Linked DNA regions of Mus musculus: region 1 is linked to region 2. Evidence: chromatin contacts called from public HiChIP or PLAC-seq data. All regions are on one chromosome and are shown on one strand. The core of a region is the stretch at or near the end of the contact, and the rest is flanking DNA. Distances in the headings are between cores, read along the strand shown.

Region 1 (6,659 bases), core at 3,208-5,707, 580 kb after region 2:
TGCCTGCCAGGCCCTGGATGCAGGGAGGATGTAGTTGGCATTACTTGTGCCCGCTCTAGGAGATGCTGCCCAGTAGAGCATTGGCCAGGCAGAGGCAGCCGGTGTTATTTACAAGGGATGATCAAGAAGGGCTTCCTGGAGGAGGCAGAATCTGAATTTCCTCATAGGATAAATAGTTGTGACACTTGGGAGAAGGGCATTTGAGATAGATTCTTTTGTGTTTATGAAACTACAGGAAACCAAAAGCTCTCATCTTTTGTTCCAAGATAGGATCTTGCTAGCCCTGGCTAGCTTGAATCGCTCAGTGGTTTTCCTGCCTCTGCCTCCCAAGTGCCAGCATTACAATTTCACCGAGCAAAGCAAACATCTATCTATTTATCTATCTATCTATCTATCTATCTATCTATCTATCTATCTATTATTATATAATATATAATATATATAATATATTATATATATGTATTATACATATATGTATATATAATGTTTATGAGTGTTCTGCCTTCATGTATATCTGTACACCATGTATGTACAGTGGTCACCAGAGGCCAGAAGAAGTTATCAGAAGCCCTAGAGGCAGAATTACAGGCACTTGTGAGCAGCCGTGTGAATGCTGGGAATCAAACATGGGTCCCCTCTAGAAGCCATCTCTCCAACCCCAAATAAATAGCTTAAAGGCCACAGTTGGGATTTTGCTCTTTGATAAGTAGAAGAGACTCCAAAGAACCACTCAGGAGTCCTGGCAAGATGGCTCAGTGGGCCAAGGTGCTTGCCATCAAATCTGATGATTTAAGCTTGATTCCCCAGAACCCATGGTGAAAAAAGAGAACAGATTCCTGCAGCCTGCCCGCTGACCTCCACATTTGGGCTGTGGCATGTGCTTGCTGCCTGCCTCTCCCCCACGCAAAATAAATAAGTAAATGTACAAAACAAACCCCCACTGGATAAATGGTTCTGTTCTCCTAAGGCTGTTCGATCCAAGTCTCCCGTGTGGTTTTAAAGGGGCTCTATTAAAAGTAAAATCGAAAACATCTTGTATGGGAGTTCATGCCTACAGTCCCAGCACCTGGGAGGTAGAAGCTGGTAGATCAGGAGCTCAAGGAAGCCTGGCCTATAAGCCTGGACTAGGTGGGACCGTGTCTCCAAAAGGCCTAAAAAGCAAAGGAAAGTTAAAAACTAGAAAGAAATAAATGCCCTGGCTTTATTTCCCAGTAACAAACCCCGGCTAAGTGTGGGGGTCCTGTCCCACAGCCCCAACATTTTGAGAGATGGAATTCCGTCATCCTTGGCTACATGAGACCCTGTCTCAAAACCCAGCCAACAGACAAACAACCACGCCTTTCAGGTCATGTATTTTCTGTTTAAAAGTGACCTCTGAGGCTGAGGCTGTAGTTCAGTCAGCAAAGTGCTTGCTCGCACCTCTGGATTCAGCGTCCCAAAAACAAAAACCAAACAGGACTGGCTGAGCCCGCCTGTGATTGAAGCACTTGAGAATTAGAGGCAGAAAGATCAGAAGTTCAAGGTCATAGACACAGATTTGTCACTTTCAACTAGAAGGTTAAAACAAAAAACAAACAAACAAACAACAAACTTCTGCCCAATTCATTTCCAGAGATGCTCACAACTGTGTAAAGACTCCTGTGGCCAAGGTGATGATCAACTGAAGTTAGCATCCTATATCTAGAAGTGAATTCCAGGCTCCCCTCACTGCCTCATAGCGAATTCTGGAGATGGTGGTATAGGAGCTGCCACACCTGTCCCTGAACTGGTTAATGAATAATGACTAGCTCCTAATGTCCTGGCCCCTCCCCCAGGGTCAGTGAGGCCCCCTCCAGTCTCTTACATCTTCTCCCCACCCACCTATTCTGGGCCTTTACTGCTGCCCCCACTGCCCCCACCCCAATCTGGGCAGAACCTCAGGAAGTCTATGGAAGATTCAGGCTAAGTCAAGGCTTTTAGGACTGCTCCGGCCTGGAGTACTGGGCCTCTTGAGGACATCCCTTGGGAACATTCTTTCTGCACAAACCAGGAAGTCCCCACTATGCAGAATGAGAGAGGACTGACATGTCAAACTAATAACCGAAACCCATTGGGTCCATGGGAGTGTGTTGTACAGAGCCAGAACTGAACCCAGGAGGGACGTTTACCACATTCCTTCAGTGCTGGCTAAGGTAGAGCTGCCTGCCTGGCCCCACCCTCCCTGAGAGCACAGCTAACACAGGAGTTCCAAAGAGCATATATCCCTGAACAGAGAGAGCCATCCCCTCCCTAACGCATGCCAAAAACCCCCACTTCACAGCCCGAGGCTCTAGCCCTGAGACCGGAAATGATTTGCATATTGTCCTGCAGAGCCCAGACCCACGCTCCCAGAGGCCAAGTCCCAGGTCCAAATGCCCCTCAGGCTGCCCTAACCTTCCCTCCATGCCCCACCTGGCAGCTTTGTCTTCCCCTTCCAGGGCCCTTGACAGAATTACTCCCACCTCCCTGGCCTGGTGCTCGCCACCCTCGTCCTGTGTCGCCTTCTGGATCTTGGAATCTTCGAGGCCCTAATGAAATGGTTTCAAGGGTGTGAGGAGTTTTAGCTGAGGACTCTCAGGATCCACCAAATTCAGACCCTTTGGCCTAATTGCTGCTCTGATCTTGCTTCAGGTTACAGGGCTGGAGTAGCTTCCAGCCTCGCTCACCACCTGCTCTGGGTGAAGGTCAGTTGAGTAGCTCATTTTTTCCTATCTGATCTTGGGGCCCCTTCCATAGGCTCTGGGCTTTCTTCCAGTGCCCCAGGTGCGAGTGTGGGCTCACTTGTTCAGAACCCCAGTCCCATGTCAGGGTGGGAGGGTCTCTGGGCCAGTACCTGAGCCTTGCCCCTTCTGCCTGGTGTGGTATTAAACCTCTAAGGGCCTCACTCAGTCCTTTCTTACCCTCCCACCTGCAGAGAGCACCTCCCAGGCCTGGAGGTGAGCAAGGGAAGCCACCAAGCAGCATCACCCTGGCAAACAGATGAGGCAGGCCCAGCCAGGGTCTTTGAGCCCTGCCTGGGTGTCTTCTGAATGTCCTCTCATCTTTTAAGAGCCAGCCAGGGGACAGGTTCAAAAAGAGGGTTGTCCTCAGGTGCCTTACTCTAAGAAATACTTTCTCGAGTCTCCATAACCAAAGGCCAACCATGAAACAGACCTTTGGGGTCCTTGGTCATCAGATCCCTGTTCCCAGTCCCCGCTCTACCTTGGGTTGTGGAGTTACAGAGGACCAGACCCTTGTTCTCTTCCAGGCCTCTGATTTCTTTAACCTTTGGTAGGGCTTACTACTGTGAATCGTCCCCTAGGGTGTCCCCAGCTGTGAGTTTCTGTGCTAAGTGACTATACGGGCACGGGAGGGGGCATGGCAAGCTCTTACACATGCCTCACACACAGATCCGGATTCTTCCTGGAGGAGGGTTGCTTTCTGGCCACCAGGCCCACCCACCTCACTGATCTGGGGTGTGGGGGAGGGGTAGGTTTAGAGCTACCACACAGCAGAAGTGGGAGGACCTCAGCTGTCATCAAGAGGGAATGTACTGCCGCATGGTGGTGCATGCCTGAGATCCCAGATGAGGAGAGCTGGGGATGCCGCTATGGTACAGGGCCATGTTACTAAATAAGGATAAACAAGAGCTGGGGCGTGGCCCAGTAACAGAGCACTCTCCTCCTCACATGCACCGTAAACTGGGTTCACTCTCTGTTGTGGGGTGGGGATAAGAACACAGAGACCTGGACCTGTGAAAGAACCTGGTAGATAAAGGCTCTTGCCGCCCAGCCCCATGACCCAAATCCAATCGCCAGGACCCGAAAGGTAGAAGGAGAGAGGTGACATTTGAGGATCATCCTCTGACCTGCACATACATGACCTGTGCACATGTGCATACTTGTACACAAAAATAAATAAATGCAATAAGATTAGTGACAAAATAATAATAATAGTAATAAGAATAATGATGATAATAAAAAATGCTGGATCCACGAAAGAGCAGGCTTGCTCTGGACTAGAGCAGGCTTGCCCTCTAGAGCAGCAGAGGCGGGTTTGGTGGCACACACCTTTAATCTCAGTGCCTGAGGCAGAAGCAGGAGGATCTTGGTGAGTTTCAGGACAGCCATGGCTACTTGGAGAGATCCAGTCTCAAAACAAAAGGAGCGGCAGACCTTGGAGCTGGGTCTTGGCCACAGGCCTCAGGAAGAGCAACCTCTCCCCTACTTCCTAGGGAAAATGGAGCCCAGAACTCAAGGCTGAGCCTGCCCTACGCTAAACCCTGAGCAGTAGCTGATTGTCCCGGGTGACCTCTTCTCTGCACCCCATCTGATCCTGCCATCCCCGGGCTGATGCTCATGAGAAATTTGAAATTAAATGTCCGTGTGGTAACTATGGGCAAACTGGCTGGACAGGTCTTGGAGTGCCCAGGGCGGTGAGAGCTCCCAGGGTTGCCCTGCCCTCTGAGTCACACAGGCCTGGTCCTGCCAAGGGGAGGAAATCCCTGAGCTGCAGGAGAGACCTACGTGTCTCCTCTGGGCCCACTCCCTCTAAGTCCCTGATTGCCTGGGAGCCCTCAACTCGCCGTGGAGCCCACCCAGACAGCTGGCTCGGGAACACATTCCTAAACTCAAGAGGGAGACAAGGCAGGCTGAGTCTCACTGATCTTGTAGGTGATGTTGAATGGAAAGGCTATAGAGTCTGAGGTGGCAGAGCTAGCAGTGAGCGCAGTGAGCATCAAGTTGGAGGTCTTACCGCCCTCCCACCCTCCTGACCCCTTCATTCACAAGAGTTCCTCAAAGCCAGCGACACCCTCATCCCCACCTATAAACAGCTGCCTCTTGGCTAGCCCCTGTCCTGACCTGGCTGCCTCAGGAGGGTTGACCAGGAAGATTTGTTAAAAGTGGAATCAGCTCTGGAAGACACTGTATGGAGGGTCGTCAGGGACCTGCTCCTTTGGCTCTGCTTACTGCTTGTCCTGGAGGGAGGGCTAGAGCTGAGACCTGGGGCAGAGGCCCAGCAGCAGCCAGGCCCCTACAGCTCTGACTCCAGGAAGCCAAGCAAGGACGAGGATGTGGGAAGCAGCTGAGAGCTTTGTTTGTTTGTTTGTTTTTTAGACAAGGATTCATGCATCCCAGGCTAGCCTTGATTTCCTTATGTCACCAGTGAGCATCCTAAACTTTTAATCAGTAATTAAAAATTCTATCTTCAGCAAACCCTTATTATGTCACCCTGGCTGGCCTGAACTCTCTGTGTAGACCAGACAGGCATCCACCTCAGAGATCCTTCTGTCTCTGCTTCTCAGTGCTGAAATTAAAAGTGTTAGCCAATAAGCATAACCATATACATAAACACACACATATATAATTACAGTCATTTATTTAGTGTATATGTGTCCTCTCCTATGCATTGCTCTGTGTGTCCTGGAGACCTAGCTCAGCTCATCAGGCTTTCTGGCAAGAATCTTTACCTACTGAGCCATCTGGCCAGCACACCCTGAACTCCAGATCTTTCTGTCTCTACTCTGGAATGCTGGAATTACAGGCATGCGCTACCATTGCCTGATTTACTGGGTGCTGGGAATTGAACCCAGGGCTTTCTGAGTGCTGAGTAAGCACCCCAAACATTCTGACAACTGAGGACACCCTCAGCTGAACTGGGGGCTTTCTGTGTTACCACACACGTAACTCTCTACCAAGTAGTCTACTGAGGAAGCTATCCCCAGCCCAACTGAGCTGATAGCTGAAATCACCCGCCCATCTGTCTGATTCAGAGATCTTAGATGCTATGGAGGCCATGGCTGGTCTTGGGTCTAAGTCATGTCCTGTCTTGGGCTTGCAGTGTTCTTCTGCCCACACCCCTACATTGCCCCCCACAAACCAGTGGCAGCCAGCTGGCCCTCACTCTGTTGAGCACCTTGATGCCTGTAAAACTCTTCTGTGACTCCCACTCTGGCTGGGCGTGAGGGAGGACCCAAGCCGGCCTGGCTGTTACTCTGGAGCAGGGTCTGCTCCCTCCCCCATCCCCCTCAGAGCTCCATATGCCACCTCCCGGTCCAGGGCACAGATAGGCTCAGGAGGAGGCTGGTGAGGAAGGCTTTCAGGCTCCAACACCAAGGTCAGCCATGCATTTACCTGCTGGCCCAACCTCTGGGGATCTACCCTTGGGGCTTGGCTGGACTCAGGAATCCCAGGCACGAGGATGTGTATACCAGGGCAAGAGGAGGTCAGTGGGGTGGGATGGAGTGTGGAGCTCTCTCGTAGCAGGGGTGAGCAGCAGACTCTATTGGGCAAAACTCGAGGCGGGGAGAGGTGGCTAGCTTGCTGTTTCCTCTACTCATTCTTTCCTCTCCCCTTTCCTTTCTCTTTCCTTCCACCCTAAAGTGATAGCAAAGGGGACAGGAGAGGATTCCTGGTGACTTGTCCCTGACCATAGGGAAACACCCATTTTCCCCAAAACATGTGCACAGAGGAGTCAGGGGGCCATGCCCTGGGCACAACATCTGGAGATTCAGGCTCTGACTAACCCACAGAGGGTTTTTGAGGTTTATTTATTTTAGTTTGTGGCGTGAGTGTTTTTGAATGCATATAAGTCTCTGTGCTATGTGTGTGTGTGCTGCCCACAGAGGCCAGAAGACGACATTGGATCCCTGGAACTGTAGT
Region 2 (7,090 bases), core at 3,687-6,186:
TTCTGGGGCCCACATAGTGGAAGGCAAAAACCAGAAATGACTCTGACCTGCACACAAGTATCACGGCATGCTAACACACTCACTAACAAACAAATAAAACATAATTTAAAAAGGGAGATGCGGCGGTGGCGGTAAGTAGCGCTGTGCATATATATGTGCGTGCCAGCCAGAGGTACCCACTGCGGGGGAACAGGAGGGCTGTCAATCGAGGTAGCGATGTGCAAGACGCATTCTACATTCTCAGGCGGGAAGGTGGCTCAGTGGGCAAAGACGCTCGCCATCAAGCGATGTCTTGATGTGACCTCCCATAGTGGAGGGAGAGAGCCGACTTCCCACAGGCTGTCCTGTGGCCTTCACAAGTGTTCATGGCATGTATGTGCCCAATATGCACACATGCACACACAGAAACACTAACAGAATGCACTAAAACAAAACTATTTTAATCCTCACTGTCCATCATCAAGGTTTTTTTTTTTTTTTTTTTTTTTTTTTTGGTTTTTCAAGACAGGGTTTCTCTGTGTAGCCCTGGCTGTCCTGGAACTCACTCTGTAGGCCAGGCTGGCCTCGAACTCAGTAATTCACCTGCCTCTGCCTCCCAAGTGCTGGGATTAAAGGCGTGCGCCACCACGCCCAGCCATCATCAAGGTTCTTATCCTTCTTTATATCTTTGCTTTTACCTATTCTAGAGCTGTGGCACTGGGCATGCCATATCCCCCGTCGGAGCCTCAACCCCCTCATCCATAAAATGAGGATAATTATAGTATTCACCTCTGAGAGTTATTTTAAGGCGTCAGGAACTAGTGCACGGAGGATGTCTTAGCAGGGCACTGAGAACCAGATGAGCCTGTGGACTCTTCCTGTGTGAGCAGCCAGTGGCAGCCTTCTGTTGTAGGCCCCACCATGATTTGAGGGTACTGTATTTGTTTGAAACAGGATCTCACTGTGAATCCCTTGCTGTCCCGGGACCCTCTATGAAGACATGGCTGAATTTTTTTTTTTTTTTTGGAGACAGGGTTTTTCTGTGTAGTCCTGGCTGTCCTGGAACTCACTCTGTAGACCAGGCTGGCCTTGAACTCAGAAATCCACCTACCTCTGCCTCCCAAGTGCTGGGATTAAAGGCGTGTTGGCTGAATTTACCTCCCAAGATCTGCCTGCATCTGCCTCCTGCGTGCCTGGATTAAATCTATGGGCCTCCATAAAGGCCACTGTTACTTCTTATACATGCGACTTTTTTGGAGGTGTGTGTGAGGGGATTAAAACAGGATCTCTCCATGTAGCTCAGGCTAGCACATAACTTGCTATATAAACTAGGCTAGCCTGGAACTTGCAGAGAGCTGCCTGTCTCTGCCTCCAGAACACTGGTGTTAAAGGTGTGCGCCACCTCATCCTACCTTTTTTACATCTTAGCCTCTGTGTGTGTGTGTGTGTGTGTGTGTGTATGTGTGTGTTTGTATGTGCGCACAGGGGCGTGCCACCCAGGTCATTAAGCTTGGCAGGAAGACCTTTGCCCACTGAGCTGACTTGGCCATCCTTGCCTTTTAAATGTCTCTCGGTTTCCTGTTCGTAAAAAGGAGGCAAGCAATACACGTATCTGAGGTTGGTGTATGAGCTAAAGGACATTGGTGACGGAAAACCCTTGCCCAGTGCCTGGTAGACATTCAATAATAGTTGCCGCTATTCTTGTGACTGCTACTGCTACAAGTAATGTGAATCTGGACAGACAGCTCAGCAGTTAAGAGAGTTTGTTGCTCTTAGGACCAGAGTTTGACTCTAGTACCCACCTTAGGTGGCTTACAACCACCTGTAATTGAAATCCTAGGAGAGCTGGTGCCCTCTTCTGGTCTCCACAGACACCCACACAGAAATACACATTCACAAACACACAAAGAAAATTAAAATAAATTTTAAAAATGGGGGGGGGGTGGCGAATGAGCATAGTGGTACAGGTCTTTAATCCTAGTACTCAGGAAGCAGAGGCAGGCGGATCTCTTTGAATTCAAGGCTAGGCTGATCTACACAGAGAGTTCCAAGCCGGCCAGGGGTCTGCATAGAAACATGGCCCCAAGTTTGGATGTGCACACCTGTTATTCCAGTGCCCAGGGGGCTGAGTGAGGCAAGGGGCTTACAAGTTGGTGGCCAACAGTAATACAGTGAGACCTTATTTCAATAAATTAATAAGTGACCGGATAATTAAATGAATGAAAAAGACAACTATATAGGGGAAGTCTTGTGGTGTGGCTAAATGACAGGCTACCCACTCCGCAAGCTGGGGGTCCAGGGTCTAATTCCCAGACCTCTCCTCCCCCCGCTAAAAAAAGGTCTGAAATTGGCTTCAAAGTGCTAGAGAGCAACATATTGGAATGCTGCCGGTATTCTCACTATCGCGTCTATGCTGTTACTTGGTTTAAACGACGAGTGACTACGAACACTCTAAGACGCCTCTCTAGATGCCCATGCTATTAAAGTCAGGACATGGTTTTCAAGCTGGTCATTTTCCTTGACAGGCTTTTTAAAGACTCTGAAGTCCTATCGAGCTTCTAGTCCCAAGACAAGGAGTTGATACAACACATCAGAGATGTTTGTTTTCAAAGGCAGCCAGCACTCCCACTGGCCGCCAGTCTCACACACCCAGCCTGTTTCCCCACAGAGAACATGAGGGGGAGGACAGCCACTGGGTTAGGAGGTATCACTCTAGCGGGAAGACAGCTAGGGGGCTAGGCTGGGACACCTCCCTGTGCTCAGGGCCCCCAGTGCCCTACCTGTCTTATGCACCCAAAAGGACGGGGGATGGTGCACGGTGTGGGTGTGTAAGAAGCCAGTCACGTGATCACTCAGGCAGTAGACTGGTATTTTGAAGCAGCGGGGAGAGAAATCAGTTTCAGCCAGGCTTGGTGGTGCACAGGTGAAATCCTTGCACTTGGGAGATAAGGAGCTAAAGGCAAAAAAGCCATATAGTGAGGTCAGCTATCTGGTGAGTTCTAGGACAGCCTGGGCTACACAGGAAGTCAAATCTCCCAAGGGAGGTCCATGCCAAGGGGCTTGCTCCATTATTGCACCCTCCTGAAAATGAACTTAGTAAGTGCTGATGAAAATGAGTTTGGGAGCGCTCCTGCAATCCTAGAGGCAGAGGTAGGAGGGCTGCTGCAAGCCCGAGACAAGCCAGGGCCCACTGCAAGACCCTTAGCTCAAAAACTAAAACAAGGGGCTGGAGAGATGGCTCAGAGGCCATAGTTCCCAAGGACCTAGGTTCCTTTCTCAGAATCAACATGGCAGCTCACCTGCCCTGAACTCTAGCTCTGGAGGACCTGACACCCTACCCTCCTCTGGCCTCCACAGGCACTGGGCACACATCTGATATACAGACACATGTACAGAAAACACTCAGACATAGAAAATGGAAAAACAAAAACAAAAAAACAATACAGTACTACGCTAGCCAGACATGGTAGCATACACCTTTCAGCTCAGCACTTGGGTGTCTAAGGCAGGAAGATCCTGGACCAGCCTGGTCTACTTAGCAAGTTCCAGGCCAGCGAGGGCTACATAGTGAAAACCCTGTCTCAAAACAGAACAAATAAGAAAACACAAATTAACAATACAGAATTGAAACATCTGAAGAAGGGGTCAATCTAATGGTCACTTATTAGAGAGAGAGGAAAAGAGAGGGAGGGGGAGAGGGAGGGAGAGGGGGAGGGGGAGGGGGGAGGGAGAGGGTGAGAAGGTATTAAGCAGGCCTCTAAGATGTATTCTCAACACTCTAAGAACACTAAGGAAGGCTGGGAGGTGGCTCAGTCAGTAAAGACCTAGTCAGGAAAGACCTCCCATGCACAAGCATGAGGACCCGGGTTTGAGCCCCAGGACCCATGTTAAAAAGCCAGGTGCTGATAGCATGAGCTTGTAGCCCCAGTGCTAGGGAGGCAGACACAGAGGTCAGCTAGGTGGGCTTATTTGATGAGTTCCAGGCCAGGAGAAAGGCTGTCTCCAAAACAAGGTTGGTCACCTCTGACAAATGACACCCCAGGTTGTCTCCTGGCCTCCACAGGCATGTGCACACAGGTGTGCACATACATGCGCGCGCGCACACACACACACACACACACATACACACACACACACACACATGAAGTAAAAAAGAGAGAAACCTGGGCATCCATCCCATAAATAACCACCAAACCCAGACACTATTGCAGATGCCAACAGGAGCCTGATATAGCTGCCTCCTGCGGCTCTGCCAGTGCCTGACAAATACAGAAGTGGATGCTCACAGCCATCCATTTGGACTGAGCACAGGGTCCCCAATGAAGGAGGTAGAGGAAGTACCCAAGTTGCTGAAGGGGTTTGCAGCCCCATAGGAGGAACAACAATATGAACTAATCAGTACCCCCAGATCTCCCTGGGACTAAACCTCCAATCAAAGAAAACACATGGTGGGACTCACTGCTCCAGCTGCATATGTAGCAGAGGATAGCCTAGTCAGTCATCAATGGGAGGAGAGGCCCTTGGTCCTGTGAAGGTTCTATGCCCCAGTATAAGCAAACGCCAGGGTCAGGAAGCAGGAGTAGGAGGAGGGTGTATAGGAGATTTTCAGAGGGGAAACTAGGAAAGGGGATAACATTTGAAATGCAAATAAAGAAAATATCTAATTTTTAAAGAGTGAGAGAGAGAAAGAGAGAAACCAAGGAGAAGGGACACTGCGGGACTAACATCCAGGGCCACATGGTAAAAAGCTGCACGGTTACTGGAACGGTGAGGAGTTACCGAGGTGTCAGTGGAGGACACCGTGGGCAAAGGTACGTATACTCTCACCATGTTCAAATGCACGTCACTCGGGATGAATCACAGCAGCCAAATACCAGTTGGGTACATGTGTCAGCTCCTTGTGAGTCATATCTAACACAACCAGGACATTGTTCAGAAACTGACAGTCAGAGCAGAGGGCACGGGTGCTCGGGAGGAACAGCTCACGAGGGCCTGGCATGAGGCCTTAGGAGTCCATCTTACCCACTGAAAGCAGGGCGCATGGAGAGGCACGTGACCATTTCTTCTAACCGTTCTAGTCTCCATATTTGTGACTCAAACCTTTCCCCTCAGCCACACCCTGGACACTGTAGAGTTCTTCTTCATTCTTTCCTTCAAAGCACAGAACCCACCCACAAGCCTCCCCTAAAAGCCAGGCCTTCTTCTCCACAGACATCAGGCTTCATCTCTTGCTTGCCCCCACCCCCACCCCACCCCCGGTCAATCTCCTGCCTAGATTTAGAGGCACCTCTCTAAATCTCAAAGTGGAATGTGTCCCATCACCATCTGCACCTCACTGACTGGGGAGTTGCTCTAACAACACAACCCCCCCTGCCCCCCCCCCCGCCCCCGTGGGTGAACAGCTCAGAACAGGCACATGCTAGTGCCTCAACCTCTGGCACTCCGTAATGAATTAAGATACAGATTCCTAAACCTAAGGCCAGGGGCTTAGGCTCTTGCCTGTAATCTCATCTTTAACTATCTGGAAAGCCTTGGGTCAGCCTGGGCTCTGTCAGAGCACTTGCCGGGGTAGGGGACCAGAGCTCAGTTCCAGCTCCAGGGGATCTGACACCTCTAACCTCCTCCTCGCCTGCACTCGTTTGCATATATACCCACATAGAGACACACAGGCCTACACATAATTGAAAACCGGGCCATGGGCATGGCTCACTTAGAGTTCTTGCCTAGCATGTACAATCCCTAGCTCTCCCTCCACTGAGCATGGCGGCTCAGCTCTGTCATCGTAGCAATCTGGGAGGCGGAGCCAAGAGGAACAGGAGTTCAAGATTACCCATAACAACACAGTGCACTTCAGGCTAGCCTGGGCTACATGAGAGTGTATCAAAATAGTGACAGGGGAAAAAAAAAAACTCAAAACAAAGAACAAACGACAGTAAAAAAAACCAGATTGCCTTGCGGGAACCCATAGGTGGAGGACATTCCTGGGAAGGACCAAGGCTTGAATCATACTTTCTTACTTTACTTGAGTATTACAGGTCGAACCCACTCATGAAGGCTAAACAGATTATCTACCACTGAGCTAGTGACATCCCCAGCCCAGGTACCAACTGTTCATTGTCTTTTCCAGCTTCCCTGGATACAGTCAGCGTCGGCGTCATCACCACCACCACCACCACCATCACCATCATCATCAATTACATTTTATCTATTCTGTGTTTTGCAGGGGACGTGTGTGTGGAGGTCAGAGGACAACCTTTGGAAGTCAGTTCTCCACTACGACCACATGAGACCCTGGGCTCAAACCCAGGTCCTCAGGCCTGGGAGCAGGCGCCTCTCCCTGCAGAGCCACCCCTCAGCACGACTCTCCTAGGAGACTCCCTGCCCCAGGACAACAAATGATTTGCATAGATCCTCTTCCTTCGTCTTTATTCTGAGGCGATCTACCAGAATCAAAATTCCACTTTGTCTTCAGTCCCCTCACCAGTAGCTTTCAAACACCTCTGACTGAGACTCTCTGTCTCAAGACTTATATTTCACACCAGAACACAACAGAAAGGAAGATTTTTCTAAAAAAAAAAAAAAAAGCCTCCAAGATTTGAAAGAACATCTGAGCAGGGCGGTGGTGGCACACACCTTTAATCCCAGCACCTGGGAGGCAGATTTCTGAGTTCGAGCGAGGCTAGCCTGGTCTACAGAGTGAGTTCCAGGACAGCCAGGGCTACAAAGGGAAACCCTGTCTCGAATCTCGAAAAAAACAAAAAACAAAAACAAAAAGACCCCAAAAAACAAACAAACAAACAAACAAACAAAAAAGAGGTAAGAAAGGAAGAAAGAAAGGAAGAAAGGAAGAAAGGAAGAAAGGAAGAAAGGAAGAAAGGAAGAAAGGAAGAAAGAAAGAAAGAAAGAAAGAAAGAAAGAAAGAAAGAAAGAAAGAAAGAAAGAAAGAAAGAAAAGAAAGAATGAATCTGAGCCAGGGTGTGGTGAGACACACCTTGAATTCCCTTTCATTCTGACATTCGGGAGGAAGACTAGTCAGGCCTTCGGCGTCATGCACAGCGACGATGAGTTTCAGAAGAGAACTGGACACAGTTCACTCTGTGGTGTCTCATTT

Evidence for each region. HiChIP or PLAC-seq counts read pairs in DNA pulled down with a chosen protein or histone mark.
Region 1: a FOXA1 HiChIP or PLAC-seq map of pancreatic cancer cells shows a contact between it and region 2. The contact joins two enhancer-like sites.

What each region holds. Positions count from the first base shown.
Region 1 is chr17:47,446,929-47,453,587 of GRCm38.p6, forward strand. The region is part of intron 2 of AI661453 (expressed sequence AI661453); the gene reads left to right. Among named protein-coding and RNA genes, the nearest start is that of AI661453, 14 kb to the left of the region's middle. Within about 2 kb of position 4,458, at least 72 of the 459 cell types and tissues checked have an H3K27ac peak or open chromatin away from gene starts, as enhancers often do. A contact at or near this core is called in pancreatic cancer cells, where this site is marked.
Region 2 is chr17:46,862,100-46,869,189 of GRCm38.p6, forward strand. It overlaps a transcript of Bicral not described here. Among named protein-coding and RNA genes, the nearest start is that of Tbcc, 25 kb to the right of the region's middle. Within about 2 kb of position 4,937, at least 98 of the 459 cell types and tissues checked have an H3K27ac peak or open chromatin away from gene starts, as enhancers often do. A contact at or near this core is called in pancreatic cancer cells, where this site is marked.